Linked DNA regions of Danio rerio: region 1 is linked to region 2. Evidence: chromatin contacts called from public HiChIP or PLAC-seq data. All regions are on one chromosome and are shown on one strand. The core of a region is the stretch at or near the end of the contact, and the rest is flanking DNA. Distances in the headings are between cores, read along the strand shown.

Region 1 (5,170 bases), core at 1,271-3,770, 180 kb before region 2:
ACTGTTGACTTCACTTTTAGTAAGGATAGTCCATTTACTAATTTTAATTATTGCCAATGAATCGCTTTAAAAGCAATGGGTTTACTCATTTTTTTTAAATGTCAATTTGCTTTTTTACAGAAAATAAATAAAGCATTTAACACACAATATAACTGGCAACATATTCCAAACATCAATGATCTGGGTTTTTTACTTAAAATGCATCTAAATCATTCTAAAATTTTTTTTGCTTCTGTTAAAATCAATCGATCGATTAATCAATCAATCAATCAGTCAATCAATCATTCAATCAATCAGTGGGCAGCTGTTTCTAGAAACATAATGTCTTACAAAAGTCTTATATTTAAAAATGGAGTAAACATGTCATTAATAAAGACTTTTTAAGGAGGCTTTCTTAAATGTATAGAAATACCCTGCATTTTTATAATGCTTTATGCATTTCAGATGATGTCAAACCAGCTTTACAGAGATGAACACCTCTTAGAAAAATCAGGTATGAAGTTTAATCAAGAACCTAAACAGAATTTTTTACTAGGATTTTTTCCTTTGAAAGATCTTGCAAATATGTTTGTTTGTTATTGTGCTTCCTTTCCAAGTGAACATATCTATGTTTGTATATCTCATAGGTACATATGCAAATCACTTCTGTATGCTGTTTCACAAGAAATCAGTCACGCCAGCTCTAAAATGGAAAATGTTGTTACAGGTTTATTGCGGTGTTTATATATAATATATATAATATGTATAATATATAGTTAAAATCTAAATTATTATTATTATGATTATTATTAATTAATATTCATATTAATATTATTATTATTAATTATTATTATTAATATGATTTTTTTTCTCTTTTAAATATTTCCCAACTGATGTTTAACTGAGTAAGGAAATTTTCTAGAAATGTAACTAGAATAAAAGCAGTTTTAATTTTTTTAAAAACAGGTCAAATTTATTAGCCCCCTTAAGCTCATTTTTTACATTTAATTTTTTTTCTGTTGTTTACAGAACAAATCATCATTATGCAATAACTTGCCTAATTGCCTGAATATTAGTATCTTGAAAAATATTTAGTAAATATTATTTACTGTCATCATGGCAAATATAAATTAGTTCAGTAATTAGAAATGAGTTATAAAAACAATTATGTTTAGAAATGTGTTGAAAAAAATCTCCTCTCCGTTAAACATAAATTGGGGGAAAAATAAACATATTACATATTACACACACATATATATATATATATATATATATATATATATATATATATATATATATATATATATATATATATATATATATATATATATATATATATATATATATATATATATATATATATTACTTTCAATTTTAAGCTGTAATGTAATCAGTTTTCCATAGCGGTTTTGTGGTTAATATTTCTAGTGTTTCTGCCTGGCAAAAAAACAGTAGTCCGGCAGGAGGCGATCTTTGACATTAGAAGGATAATTGACCAGTTTACAACATCTAGTTCTGAGTGTCATTCAAGAAATAGAGCGGTTTTCTCAGTCACATTATTGGGCTAATTCATTTCACTCAATCTTGTTAAATGTATTACAAAAGTCGAGATATAATAAAAAGAGTTTGTCTGTCTGAGTTTTAGATTTTAGTCTGAATGTCTGGTTGCAGTCTAATTGTCTTCTTTAAACGTAATAGACCTTTTTTTTTAATGAAAATGTGATTCATTTTTCTTTTATCTATTTTGTGTTTGACTTGTTTACCTGTATTTAATAATCTTCATACGTTTATGTATCTGTTGTATAGTATCTATTGTTAAACTTAATTTTTGCTTTAGAAAAATAAAAATTTCACGTCAGTAAAACATAGTAGCCTACTAAATTAATTGACAACTTGTTTTGATGTTATTCGTGTGATTTAGAAGCTACAAAATATGATAGGTTTGTGATAATATTATCAATACTACAAAAATTATATAAAAAAATTAACATGAGTGAAAAAAACTACTATTCTAAACTTATTAATAAACACCATTAAATACTAGCACTTTCAAAGAATAGATCTTAGAACATTTTTTAAAAGCGTTTTGCCCAATTTTGTAATTAGAAAAAAGTGACACTGTTTATCCAGCATTTATTCTTTATTCTGTTTTAAAGAAACAGTATCGATCCACCCTATAAGTCCCAATCTACCCCAACAAAATTCATTCATGTTGTTCTCACACAAATTGAATAAGTTAACTTAACAAATTTAAGTGGATTAAAAGAATTAAGTTGTCCCCAAAACAATTTCAGGAACTGTGTTGTCTCGGCTTATTTTAAATAAGTAGTTTGAACAGGCAGCAAAAATATTAATGAAGTGACAAGATACTGACTACCTTTTTATTATAGCGCTCTAGTGCAATGCATGGATTTATGTGTTTGTGTTCTGGTAACTGTCCAGACTGGAGGTGGCACTGGACACTGTACTGATGTCCGTGTCGCTGTGCTCCTCCTCCAGCGGGACGCGCGCAGGATCCGGCACAAAGTCCGAGTCACTGCACACATGAGCGGCGTCACGAGCCACCAGCGCGCGCGCGGCGGACACCACCTGGAAACCGTCCAAGAAAACTGAGAGAAACGCGGAGTTTATCGAGAAGAAACTATCATATTAAATCTTTACAAGCAGGGCGGTGATCCAAGGCAGGTGTCGCCGTCATCTGCTAACAATTTGGGCGCTCTTGTACGAGCCCGAAGAACCCAAATCTCTCTTGAGTAACTGCTGCAACAGCGCTGTATTCATGCTTCGTTTACAGACTCAAACTACAAGAGGAAATTGCGCCGTAAGTTTGCACAGCGCCTGCTTTGAAGTAGGTTGTAGTTGTAATTCGTTTTATAGGAACCACGTGAGTGGGATGAAACGGGCATTAAGTGGGCGCACCCGCGGGATATGATACCGGACACACTCTCAAACTTCAGCCAGAGCGCCGGACCTCTTTGACGACTTCTGTGGTACGAGTCAAATCTCACCGAATGACTGTTGCACAGAAGAGCCGTGCGCGCGTCTGCAGAAAGGACACGCCATGCCATTGGTTTTAAACTGAGCGCATTGGACTTGTTGGTGCTTTTGGTTATAGTTTGATTGAACTCTCCGCGGTTGGACTTTGAAGAGACTCCAGCATCACTGATCCCGGTGGGAATGATGGCTGTGTTGTGGGATGACCCGTTCACGTTGCTGTGGAGACGGACTCTTGTGTTTTCTCTTCTGCTGCTCTTGATGGGTGCGCGCACCTTTGGGGACGAAACCTTTAGTGGAGAGGTGATTATTTCCAGCTATCAATTACTGCACACTTTTAGGAGACCAACCTGGTTTTAATGTTTAATATTGCTTTTTGGTTTGGTGAATGTGTTTGGTTTAATTTTTTTATGACTTTTAAACAAACAAGTTTATTTAGAAATAATAACATTATACATATAAAGTCAAATATACACATAAACACAGAAATGTTATATTTTCAATTAGGACTACATGTGATGGACATTTGACATGAGTTGTATACAGGTATAATATTTGGTGTGTGTTTCTTATTTATGTATGTTGACAACATAATTTTCAACTAAAAACAAACAACTTTTTGTTTACATTTTGAAAACATAAACTTCTGAAAAATGCTTAAAACAATACCATTATTGTCTTTGTCTATAAAAACTAATAGGGAAATTGGTGACATTGTATGTGCAGGGTGTCCTGATTATGCCAATCAGTTGATGCTCTCTGAAATTTACAAGAGGAGACTGCATGTTTAGTCATTTTCATTCATATCTGTCTGCTTCAATGGCTTTATTATACGGTGGCCGAGAGAGCTTAACGTGATGCAATTACAAAAAAAAAAATGCCAGCAAATCCGTTTGACAGCACACGTGCTCCAAATCCTCACAACGCAAACACATTTTTGAAAAAAACGCTCTGCATTTTTATACAAAGCGAACAAACAATTAAAACAAGCTGCATTTTCTCACAACGCAAATATTTAACGAAAATGCCTGCATTTTCTCACAACACAATGGACATGCTTCAAGAGGACCCTAAAATGTAACGACCTGGCTATTTAGGTTATGGTTATTTAGGCTAATAAATGCTAAAGACACAGGAATTGGGATATTAAAATAAACAAACAAATCTCACCTTTCAAAGATCACCTACAACTTCACTGAGCAATAGTCATGGCACAGCAGCATCTGTCACCTTTTTGCGTCCACTTGAAACATGTGCTTTGTTCTTTTTGTGTTTGGAGAAAATGTTGACTGTTTGGTTTTACAGTTCAAGTATGTGTGTGCATTTAAATATACATACTAAATATACACTACACACATGTATTATGTAAACAAACTTTTCTTTTGTAAGAGATTAGTCATGATTACTCATTAAACAGCACTGATTTTGAGGAACATATTGGCACAATATATATCAGCTTAAATGATTATTGTTCACTGCTGTCTGTCATCCTAAGGCCACCGGGCGGCGGTGAGCCCGGGTGCGAGGTCCCTTTCATCGCTGCTTGCAGCTTTAATTTCATGTTTGAGTTTGTAGTGTTTCTTCACAAAGAGAGATCACCAACTGCTGTCCTGGCTTGAATATTGCAGCATTTTCAGTTGTTTTCTCTAACCCCTGTGAAATGGTTTACTGATGTCTGTACACAAAATGTTTTTTAAAAATGGCAAGGGAAAAACCTTTCTGTTTTTAGTACATTGTTACTATGTAAACATGCACTGATGTTTGCTTGTGCATTTCTTCTGAAGAGCAGTCTTGGGTCTGGTTTTAATGGAACAGCTGATTTAATCTGGATGCTTGTTACCCACTGTATGGATTTCAGAGAGCAGATTAGAAAGCTGACGTTGAGCTTCTATCTTAGCACACCAGCATTCTTTCCTCTTAAGATCCTGCAGACAAACATTGGGCTGACTTTATTTTGAAGTGGTAGGAGGTTCTACAGCTTGTAGTCTGTGTGGTTTGAGGTTAGCTAGTGGTGTGCCACCCCCATGTATGTGTGTGCTGCCGTGGTCTAAACCCTGTCTTTGGTGGTCTGGCACTGTGCAGAGAGACTGGCAGAAGCAAAAGTACTGAACCTCTCTGGATTAATTGTTCTTCTCATTCATACTTATTCACCAATCTGGCAGAGCAGATAATTCAGCTATCTGTCACCATTGAAGAC
Region 2 (4,704 bases), core at 238-2,737:
GTCGAACCCCGGCCAGTCTCTGCCCAGTAGGAGGGACACAGGAAGATCTGGAACAACCCCGACTTCGATTCGCCAGCTGCCTGGTTTCGCCGCGATGGTCACTCTTCGGGCGGGTACGTGGCGGGTATCACCATGCACACACGTGATCGGAATTCGCCCTTTGCTTTCATGATGGTATTTTAAAGTTTTTGGGTGAACCAGGGTGATGGCGCTTCCTGTGTCTAAAGTGGCCGTTTGTGTTTTCCCTTCTAGCTGGACTTTATGGGTGGGAGCTTCGGGAGGGATATTGCGGTGTACCGAGCACCCTGCTGTCCAGGCCGGGGTCGAGTGCGTCATCGGCTCGGTAGGCATCGGCTCGTCCATCGGGCTGGGGACCGCTGGTCTGCCGCCTGGTCGCGCTGTGCCCTCCACCGGTCGCCAAGGTGCACTTACCCTCCGGGGTGGCAGAGCCGCTCTCTCCCCATTATCTCTGGCGATGTGAGCTTCAGCCAGCTCGATCGCCTCCACCAGGGTGGCCAGTGACTCAGGATTTCGCATGCTGGTGAGTGTTCGCAAACGTCGGGGTAATGCACGCATCATCTTCTCGATGATCACCTTCTCAGCGACCTGGACCGCCGAGGGATCTCCTCCCAATAACCATAGCCTCCCCAGGCGAGAAAGTTGAGCTGCTTGAGTTCTCACTGGTTGTTTCTCGTCATAAGACCATTGGGAAAACTGTTGGGCTGCGCTGATTGTGGATAGCCCCATTCTGGCTAATATCTCCTTTTTTAACGCTTTGTAATCTTCATTTTTAGGTGTCTCTAGTGAAAAATATGCTCGTTGCGCTTCTCCTGTGAGAAACGGAGCCAACATTCTCGCCCAGTTTTCTTTTGGCCAGCCTTCTCTCTCGGCAATAACTTCAAATGTATGTAAATATGCATCAATATCATCCAGGTCGCTGAGTTTAGTGAGATGATGATGCGCACTCACTTCGGGAGTCGAATGGTGTCTGGCCACCTGGCGGAGCTGCTGTTCCAGTCGATCCTGTCTGGCTGTAAGTTGCTCAGAGATGGAATTCTGTTTGCTGGAGATCTCCGCTAGGTGGAGCAGTACCTCTTCCACAGACATGGCGACGGGATGTTGACAGCCGAGTAAGAGGAAGCGTGGGAGAGAGAGAGAGCGGATGCCTGTCTGTAACAAACACAGAGAAAAATTCACCGGTTATTTTCTACTTAATGGTGAGTGTTTCTTCTGAATTTTTCCCTCTGCAATGCCCGCATTCTCCACCAGTTGTAACGAGGCAGAGGGAAAACACAAACACCGTAGATGAAGTTACAAACAATGCCCCGGAGGGTGCTTTTATTTACAAGTGATAAAGGGGTGAATGAGTGCTCTTCTTAGAGGTGCGTGCTCAGGTGCTCCGGGGAGAAGGTGAAGACTGGTGAGAGGGATGGTGTTGGATCGGTCACGAGCTGGATTCGGCTGTGGGAGAGACAGAGAGAGACAAGCGTTAGCGCAGGGAGTCATCTGAAATGAAGCTCAACTCTTCCTGTGTGGGGCTGGCTTATATCTCTCCCTGGCTGATGAGGTCCAGCTGTGAGCGATCCGTGGTTGATGAATGATCCAGCTGGTGTGGATTTGTGCCCAGGGCGACGTGGTATTACTTGACTCGCTACAATATATATATATATATATATATATATATATATATATATATATATATATGTATATATATATATATATATATATATATATTAGGGATGTAACGGTATCAGAATTTCACGGTTCGGTAATACCTCGGTATGAATGTCACGGTACGGTATTTATTGAATCATTTACAGGAAAAAACAAAACTTATGAAAATACTCCAAAAAAGTGCCAAAAGTGTCAATGACATACAAATTAGCCATCTATCTGTAAGCTTTGAAACAGGAACTTCAATTTTAATAACAAAAAAATATTAAACCATGTAAAAAAAAATAAAGTTTCAATTTAGTATTGTCGAAAACTCATCACATTCAACATTTAATCACTCACTCACTTAGATAGAGATGGGTTTAAAGGAAAATTATCATATAAATATAATCTGGTAAAAGCTGGTATCTCTTGGCATTTACAATGTCCCCTGCAACAGAAAAAAAAAACCTTTCCTTTGGGACTGAGGTTTCTGGGACAAGAGAGATATGACTTGGTTGACAGCAGTGGGTAACGTTGTGCATTGTCTTTCCCCCACTTGAGAGGACAAACCATGAGTAAGATAGAGGTCTCATGTCTGCATCAATCTGAACGTTGTGCTGACAACTCCGCTATTCAGTACGCGCGCGACAACACAGCTGATAAGAACTCGCGCGACAACACAGCTGATAAGAACTCGCGCGACAACACAGCTATTCAGTACGCGCGCGACAACACAGCTGATAAGAACTCGCGCGACAACACAGCTATTCAGTACGACAACACCCGCTTTAGAGTTTTCCAGCTCTTTTTCATCCCCGCTTCTAGCAGCACACTCCATTTCCACATTACTGGATCTGTAGGGACAACAGACCGCAAGGGATGATGGTCAAGCATGGGCTGATGCGAATTGTAGTTTTCGCTACCTCCCGTTCGCTTCATTCGCCTGAGCAAATTTTCTCTGAAGACCTATAGTTTTACCGACTCATGCGACTTCGGTAATATCGGAAAAAATTAATATTGCGGTATGACGGTATTTACAATGTGTGTGTGTGTGTGTGTGTGTGTGTGTGTGTGTGTGTGTGTGTGTATGTATGTATGTATGTATGTATGTATGTATGTATATATATATGTGTGTGTGTGTGTGTGTGTGTGTGTGTGTGTGTGTGTGTATGTATGTATGTATGTATGTATGTATGTATATATATATATGTCAATATCATATGTCAATATGTCAATATCATAAGTGGACAGAGCACAGATTAACATCCTATAATGCAGTAAATAACCAATCTCAAAATACGTAAATGGTTAATTAACAAATGTTTTTTACTGTGTGGATTTGCACTAAAATTCTGCAGGGCATCTTGTCAGGTTATAAAGTGGCAACTTGATACCAGAGCTCCCATGTGGCACAGTGTTGACATTTCCAGTGTTTATATCTTTATACATTCTTCACCTTAAAATAGATGATGGATGAGCGTCTTATCATATATTTCATGACTATTATGGTAGCTCTAGCTATCATCCTGTAGAAATGTCAAAAGTTAATCGCCACAAACTCATCCCGTGTGTGTTTAATGCTATTGAATCTTGAAGCCATTAAATTAAAAAGAAATCTTGTGCTAGAAGCAGTACTGTTTCAAGGTGAATTAGGTGGTTGCTTAGGGTGATTTATAAGCACTTATATTAGAGAGGAACAGTAATATGTCCTTACTAGTTTTCGTTTTGATATTTCAATATGGCTTAATGGTTTTTGTTGCCTTACACCAAGAAGGTCGCTGGTTTGAGTCCCGGCTGGATCAGTTGGCATTTCTCTTTGCACGTTCTTCCCATGTTCACATGAATTTACTCTATAAGACATGTGCCATAGGTGAATTGGGTAAGCTAAATTGGTTGTAGTGTATGAGTGTGTGTGTATGGGTGTTTCCCAGTGCTGGGTTGCGGCTGGGAAGGCATCCGCTGTGTAAAACATATGCTGGAATAGTTGGTGGTTCATTCCGCTGTGGTGACCCCTGATAAATAAGGGACTAAGCCGAAGGAAAATGAATGAGGAGAGTATTGGGCCCACATAAGTATAGCTAAACCAATACACACAAACAAACACACACACACACATTTCAGACTGATAAGAAGTGGGTTAAGTAAACACTGATGGAGAAAGGGAAAGGGAGCCAAAAAAAAAAAAAAATCCTGTAGGAAGTGTGCATACAAAAAAGGCCTCAAAATGGGCACTGAGCTCATAGTTGTGAACCGCCATGGGAACTGAAGAGGAAGCCAGGCCTGTAAAAGCCCTGATGGCGATGATGACAATGGAGAGGAAGGTTTGTGTGAAGGCTGAGTCAGGAGAATAATAATGCTGCGCTGGGAGGAGGCCTGAAGTCTGCCTTTTGCATTTGTAACGGGTCTCTCGCATGTGCGTTTTAAAGGTTTGGCTCTAGTCAAAGAGTGTTGAGCGAGCGGGACTTTACAGCGCGCACGTCATTGTTTTAACAGCGATTTCTCTTATGGTACCCTCTGGCTAATGGGCAGACATGATTAGGTCTGCGATTATTGATGCTGATCGTGCAAATGTTTCTGCGGTGCATTTAAGTTTATTTGATTGTTAACTTGGATTCCATTTGTTTTACTCTGGGTGAAACAGAGTGTTGCTTTTTAATAATGTGCACGCTTGTGATTACATGTGCACTTTTTCCTTTTATATTGTTCTGAGGGACTTTACCTAAGTTTAAGAACAGACAGATACACAGACAGTTGGGGACAATTAGATAGATAGATAGATAGATAGACAGATAGATAGATAGACAGACAGACAGACAGACAGATAGATAGATAGATAGATAGATAGATAGATAGATAGATAGATAGATAGATAGATAGATAGATAGATAGATAGATAGATAGATAGATAGATAGATAGATAGATAGATAGATAGATAGATAGATATGGATGGATGGATGGATGGATGGATGGATGGATGGATGGATGGATGGATGGATGGATGGATAGATAGATAGATAGATAGATAGATAGATAGATAGATAGATAGA

Evidence for each region. HiChIP or PLAC-seq counts read pairs in DNA pulled down with a chosen protein or histone mark.
Region 1: an H3K4me3 HiChIP or PLAC-seq map of pancreas shows a contact between it and region 2, with 9 times the contacts expected there. The contact joins the promoter of mmp15b here to the promoter of LOC141375180 in region 2. A contact is called at or near these places in 4 of 18 Hi-C or Micro-C datasets (caudal fin, embryo and an unstated tissue) and 4 of 4 datasets of contacts at active chromatin or transcription factors (caudal fin, embryo, gastrula embryo and 1 more).

Annotation. Positions count from the first base shown.
Region 1 is chr7:70,279,753-70,284,922 of GRCz12tu, reverse strand. It overlaps mmp15b (matrix metallopeptidase 15b), which reads left to right and starts at 2,520. Exons shown (of 10, transcript XM_021467433.2): 1 at 2,520-3,276. The coding sequence starts at 3,157. The region is part of intron 1 of LOC101882566 (adhesion G-protein coupled receptor G2); the gene reads right to left.
Region 2 is chr7:70,098,713-70,103,416 of GRCz12tu, reverse strand. It overlaps LOC141375180, which reads right to left and starts at 1,487. Exons shown (of 2, transcript XM_073907457.1): 1 at 1,347-1,487; 2 at 1-1,170. The coding sequence starts at 1,107.